Regions from separate parts of the Arachis hypogaea genome. Here region 2 is linked to region 1. A link is a contact called in public Hi-C data. All regions are on one chromosome and are shown on one strand. The core of a region is the stretch at or near the end of the contact, and the rest is flanking DNA. Distances in the headings are between cores, read along the strand shown.

Evidence for each region. Hi-C and Micro-C count contacts between places; a contact is called where the count stands out from the background.
Region 2: a contact with region 1 is called in a Hi-C map of an unstated tissue, with 4 times the contacts expected there. The contact joins the promoter of LOC140175615 here to the promoter of LOC112715419 in region 1. A contact is called at or near these places in 2 of 8 Hi-C or Micro-C datasets (leaf and an unstated tissue).

What each region holds. Positions count from the first base shown.
Region 1 is chr10:26,124,091-26,127,548 of arahy.Tifrunner.gnm2.J5K5, reverse strand. It overlaps LOC112715419 (eukaryotic translation initiation factor 3 subunit F), which reads right to left and starts at 2,167. Exons shown (of 6, transcript XM_025767187.2): 1 at 1,766-2,167; 2 at 425-504; 3 at 1-32. The coding sequence starts at 1,996.
Region 2 is chr10:26,285,932-26,289,298 of arahy.Tifrunner.gnm2.J5K5, reverse strand. It overlaps LOC140175615, which reads left to right and starts at 1,555. Exons shown (of 2, transcript XM_072204141.1): 1 at 1,555-1,873; 2 at 2,120-2,688. The coding sequence starts at 1,555. The coding sequence ends at 2,688.

The DNA.
Region 1 (3,458 bases), core at 918-3,417:
TACCACCAGTAACTCCGAGACCAGTTGAATACCTGAATGGATCAACCAAACACATAAAAGGGCAGGGAAGAAAAACAGGAGAGAAACATTTAAACACAAACAAACATCATTGCAGTTTCTTTGCAATTAATTAGCGAAGATCCCTTTGGATAAATCATTTGCTTTAAATTCACTAAGATGTGATAGCACCATATTCATCAAATAGACGTTTCCAGGAAACACATTTTTCAGATAACTTCTTGCATAACACTGTACAAAAATTGACAAAACACTGGGCCCTGCAAAAACCAAAAGACAAGAAACTTTTTTCACCTAGGCCCTAAGAGTTTCAGAGCATTATTGGTCAACACCTCAACAATAAGACTATTGCATAGCACTTCAGCAACAAGTTTAAGACAATCCATATTAAAGTAAATTTTCTTACCATCCAACTATGACTTCCTTTGGATTCACTTTTTGGTGGGATATTAACATGTTGTGGTGATACTCAATATCCAGGGCAACCTGAAAGGAAAAGAAAAAAAATTATAATATCTATTTGAGAGTAAATGTTTAAATAGTCACCAGAAGAGGAAATTAAAAGGTCAAAAGTAGATTTCTTGTTTACAACTATTTCCCCTGATTCCATATGATAATGGCAACTATCCGTGCACCAAATATCTGTGCTCCCACATTTTCTTGAAAACCAAATTTATGAACACTTTTGTTTATTTGGTAAAAGAAATTAAAACTCATACTTTTGAGATGTGGAGGCCCAATGGAGCAGATGTGAGCACTGAAAACAATCACATCTGTAACGATGGACTCAATTAATTTTCCAGACTTGTAACGGTATCATCAATAATGCATTGAAGAGGATACCTGACTAATGTCTGGAGAACAAATTTATAATCATGCACTTCAAGCTTCCTTTCTAAATTCTATATAATTCAGTCATACTAATAGCTTTGGGAAAAAATTATTAGCCCTATCAACAAGAAGTGAAAAGAACTGCCTTCAAAAGGAAAAAAACAGAAGTAAAGAATGCCATCATCACCTAATAGAACCTAGTCGGAGGGAAAACTCAGGAAATGCAATTATAGGATACAATAGAAGTAAACTAAAAAATACATCCAATAACAAGATTAGCCGAAACTCTTATCTACTGATGTTTGTTACCGTAACTTCCTCAGTTTCAGTAAAAAAAATCCACCATATTAGCCTAAAAGCCTACCCATAAGATAAAAGAAGATTCGGGCCGCACACAAGGCTTAAACCGGTCAGGTTGACACTCATACCACATGAAACCTCTCTCACCAGTGTTGGTTGTTCAAAAAAAATGTATCAACATCATCATAATCATAACGAACTATAAGTTTAATATTTCACCAATATGAAGCCACATCGAGTGCGAGGCACATACATACACTGCTACAGGCTACGATCTATAATTATGAAGAAACAATTGATAACGAGAATGAAGTGATAAACCACACAACAAATACCCAGTAACATTACCTACCATATTGTTTAGCACAAGCATGAAATACTATGGAGCAACTTATACTCTATTTCAAAAAAATCAAACCATATACTGAAATAATAAATCGAATAAACATGAAAAAAAACTGAATATAAACCTATAAATAAAAATCCAATCGCTTGATTCATATCCAGATTTAGAACTACTGATCTCCAATCACATGTGCAGCTAACAAATTTCCATTCACAACAGTTCCCGAAATAAAAAAATAAATAAAGTGGTGATTTGGATGGGTGAAGGGACCTGATCGACGGACTCATTATGAGGAACGGCGTAGGAGTTGCGAATATCGACGGTGCCATCGGGGAGGACGGAGCCGAGTAGGGTTCCAATGACGCGCTCAGCTTGGTCGGGGCGCCGAACGTAGCAATCGCAGATGTTGAACACAACCAGAGGGTGCACCCTCGCAGACAAGCTCGTCGAAGAAGAGGACGAAGAAGAAAACTGCAATACTGTGCGATCGCTCGCCGCCATGTTCGTAGCTCCAATTTGATTGATTCGCTACTCGATACTCACTGCTCAGCTGCAACAAACGAGTTACGACGGTGACAAACACACATTGCTATTTGTTAGGGTTTTAGGAATGGGCTTGGATTGGGCCTTCGGCTAATTTATAAGACGGTGTTCTTTTTTCAAAAAAATAATAAATGTAAAATATGATTATTTTTCCTAAAATAATAACGCATAATTAAGTGTCCGTAACTCCGTATAAAACAGTGTTTAGTTACTTAGGGATAATTTTATCAACTTAAACCATTTTAGATAATATTTATAAAAAACTATTTATTATTTTTCGTATCTTATCTTATCTTGTAATTTTAGATGTAAATAGTTTGTCTACTATAGTACTATGTCCTTTTTCATAAGCTTGGTATTGTTTCCTTTTTATTTAAGAAATACTACTGAATCATATCTTTTATCTTTTACATCTTATATAATTTTTAAAAAATAAAATAGTTGTCTTTTTCTTGTTATTGTTTTCTGGAAAACTATATATATATATCGAATGTGTAAGAACTTTATAATTGAAATAATGATAAATTCAATTCAAATAAGAAGGTCACATAAAAAAAAGTAGTAACTTATAAATTTATTAATATGTGAGAAGTTTTTAAATTGTTCAAATTAACAATGAAATTGGAACTTGTTGGGTATAAAGTCAATAAAAAAGAATATTACCATTAAAATTTGTAGATAAGAAATAAATAGAATAGACCAAATAATTTAGATAATAATAAAAATAATATGATTAAATAATATTTACAATTCTTAAACTATAAAAAGTTTTATAATATTTTTGTATATATAAGAAAATTTACACTTATATAAAAAATTATACATCAAAAATCGTTAGATTTTTTTCATTCGCTCATTTTTACGCAAAATTTTTTATATACTAAAAATAATAAGTAGTTTTTATACACCTTTTTCATAAGTCAGTCACTATAAAATCTAATTCAGAAATATGTACATAAGGAACAAGGTTGCAAAGCTTACCAAAAGGAGTCCGCTCATCATACCAAACTGATTTGTAGACATCCCCAATATTCCAATGAAACCCTTCCTTGAGATGCTCATAGGCACTAATAATGTTCTTCCAGGTAGCCGATGAAGAATTTCTACTGTTTTCGTTCATACCAGATTGATTCTTGAGATATTTATGCTTCAAAACCTGCACCCACAACTTCTCACTATTATTTAGACAATCTCATACCAACTTTCCCAGAAACGCCATGTTAGCACAGGTAGTATCCCTAATACCCAATCCTCCGTATCTTATTGGGCTGCCTCTGGTCAGGTGGGAGGTCGCCATAACTCCTAAAATGGAAGGAGGATTGGGTATTGGGGATACTACCTGTGCTAACATGGCGCTTCTGAAAAAGTTGGTATGGGATTGTCTAAATAATAGTGAGAAGTTGTGGGTGCAGGTTCTGAA
Region 2 (3,367 bases), core at 306-2,805, 160 kb before region 1:
TGGTGCCTCAGCAAGGAGAGCTTTGGAGGTTGCTGATTCTCTTGACGGGGATAAGATGGCTACAGTAGTTGGTAAGCAAGGCGATTCAGAGATACCAACTGTGACGTTCACTGAGGAAGCAAAAGAGATATTGGCAAAGCCCTACAAAGATGTCATCGTGATCAAAGTTTTTGGAAAAAAATTTAGCTATACAGCGATCACGCACAGGCTTAAAGGTGTCTGGAGAACCAAAGGAGGATATGAGGTACTAGATGTCGGTTTTGGCTATTTCTTAGTCAAATTTGATCTCTTGGAGGATAGAGAGAAAGTTCTCCTTGGAGGACCGTGGATGATTACTAGAAGCTATGTTGCGGTTAAACCTTGGAGTTCTTCATTCAGACCTTGTGAAAATACTGTTGGGTCTACCATGGTTTGGATAAGAATCACAAGTTTAAACATTAACTATTATCAAGAGAGAGCCATGAAAATGATTGCGTCAGCTGTTGGCAAACCGATCCGCATCGACTTAGCCACCAAGTCTGTAGAGAGGGGAAAGTATGCAAGAGCATGTGTGCAAATTAACTTGGGACTTTTAGTTATAAAAAAATTCAGGTTGATGGTCATATGTATGACATACAATATGAGCACTTGAATTTAATTTGTGAAAAATGTAGCTGCTTTGGGCATGTAACAAGAGAATGTGCGAAAGAGAACAACAATGGCATTGGGAAGGAAAGCACGGTGAAGGAGAAAAATTTGCCGTCACTTTTTCGTGTAGATAACAACGAGAAAATGGTGGAAGATAGTCAAATCCTAGTAAAAAAAAGCAAAATTTAACTTTTGAATTTAAAATTAATGCCAAATTAATTCCAATTATGGAGAAGCATGTTGCAGCAGATCTTGTGCATGATAATTTGCAAGACTCACATATAGAAAGGGATACTCGTGCAAAACAGTTAGTAGAAAAGGCAAGGAAAAAGTGGGTAAAGGCCACAATGTGGTGCCAAAAAAAGCCAATGTAGCAATATGCTCCAATTTGGTGAGTAAGAAATTTTCTTTTGGGTCTAATAAGGTGAAGTCCTTATCAAATGCAAAGGTGGGGCCTAAGGAAAAGAAAGATCCTCCATCCACGCTTGGCTCTTTGGGAACAACTCAGGTGGCTTTCAAGGATCAAAGTACTCCCTTTTTTAAAGCAGGGCACAAAAGGCAGCGTTCTATTTCACTTCAAAACTCACCTACTGAAGCATTGTCAATGGACTCTCGAGTACAAAAAGAGCTTGATAAAGTTAGTGCAACAACAAACTTGGAGACCCAACCTCAACAGAAGAATGATGGTTCTGCGGTGCAAGTCCATAAGGAGACACTTGGAGACAGGGGTCCATCAACGTGAGGTAGAATGATTAAACTTTCCAATTATTTAATTTATTTTTTATGGATTCTGACCATTTAAATATTATTAGTTGGAATGTTAGGGGGCGTCAAATAAGATGTCTCGGGTACACTGTAAGGAGTTGGTACGGAAATTTTAACCAACTTTTTTTTATTTTGGTGAAAACTCATATTGGGTTTGAAACTATGAAAGAATTTTGGGGGAGATTAGGCTATTATCCTGTAGGGATTGTAGATGCTGTTGGACACAAGGGAAGAATTTGGTTCCACTTTGCTAATTTAAATTTTTCTTGTAAAATTCTTTGGGCTATGAATCAATGTGTAACTTTGGAAATTGATGGTGGTGGGCAAAGATGGATCTGCAGTGCGGTTTATGGTAGCCCTCAAGCCACTAATAGAGTAGAATTATGGAGTCATCTACTTGATATTGGTTTGTGCATTCAGGACCCGCGGGTGGTGGTTGGGGATTTTAATGATATTTTGAGTGTTTATGAGGTGAAGGGGGGTAATTTCTATTCAAATCGCAGTAGTATCTTTGTAAGTACTCTAGATTCTTGTGGTCTTTTTGATCTGACAACCTCTGAAAGACGGTTTACTTGGTTCCGTAAAATTCAAGAAAACAAAAAAATTGCAAAGAGATTGGATAGAGCTTGCTGTACTACAGAATGACACCTTCTTTTTCCAGAAGTTTTTGTTGAAGTTCTCAGCCGTTCCCACTCTGATCATTGTCCCCTACTTATCTGATGTCAAGGAGTTCCTATCAAAAAAGGAAACCGGCCTTTTAGATTCCAGGCGGCATGGACAACGCATCCTGATTACAAGGCCATTGTTCAGAAATCTTGGGATAGTACAGACTTTGGCATCCATAGAAAGTTGCTGGGGGTCCAAGAAGCTTTGTTGGAATTCAACTCTACGGTCTTCGGAAATATTTTTATTAAAAAGATGGAATTGGAGGGTTATTTGAATCGTATTCAACGGAAAATAGAAGCTGACGATGATTCGATTCTGAAGCACAAAGAGGAAGAATTGAGAGCTGAGTATAATATAGTTTTGGCCCAGGAAGAATTGTTTTGGTACCAGAAGTCAAGAGATCAATGGATTCGGTATTGTGATAGAAATACTAGCTTTTTCCATATGCAAACCATCCTTAGAAGAAAATCTAACAAGGTTCATGGGTTGCTTGTCAGTGATGGGTCTTGGTCTGATGATCTGAAAGTTTTGCAAAGGGAGATTGCTCATTTATTCAAAAATATTTTTTGTTCTACTGAGCCTGTTGAGTTTAATTTCATGGGAGAAATTCCTATGCCATCTCTTAGCTAGGATGCTTGTGATAATTTGTCTAAACCAGTAATAATGTTGGAGGTTAAAGAAGCTCTGGATAATATGAGCTCGTTCAAAGCTCCTTGGCCGAATGGTTTTCAAGTTTTTTTCTTCAAAGAATATTGGGATGTGGTGGGTCATGAGGTATGGCGTACTGTTTAGAAAGCATTCTTAGGTGAGACGTTAAGCCATTCTTTGTTGGAAACTTTGATTGTTCTTATCCTTAAGTGCGACCCTCCAACTAGATTGAAGGATTTTCGGCCAATAAGCCTTTGTAATGTAATTTATAAGCTAGTGACTAAAGTGCTAGTTAATAGATTACGACCATTTTTGGATGAGATTGTTAGCCCAACTCAGGGAGGGTTTATTCATGGTAGAGGAGCACCTGATAATATTATTGTCGCCCAAGAAGTTCTTCACTTTCTTAAGCGGACAAAGTCTAGAAAAGGAGCTATGGCTTTTAAGATTGATTTAGAAAAGGTTTATGATAGAGTTGATTGGAATTTTCTTGAGCACACTCTTGAATCTTTTGGCTTTCCTTCTCCAATTATTCGGCTTGTAATGAATTGTGTTCAGGCCTCAAATCTTTCCATCCTTTGGAATTGGAATAGATTGGACAGCTTCCAACCTCGCAAAAGGCTCAGGCAAGGAGATCCAATTTCTCTATATTTATTTGTTT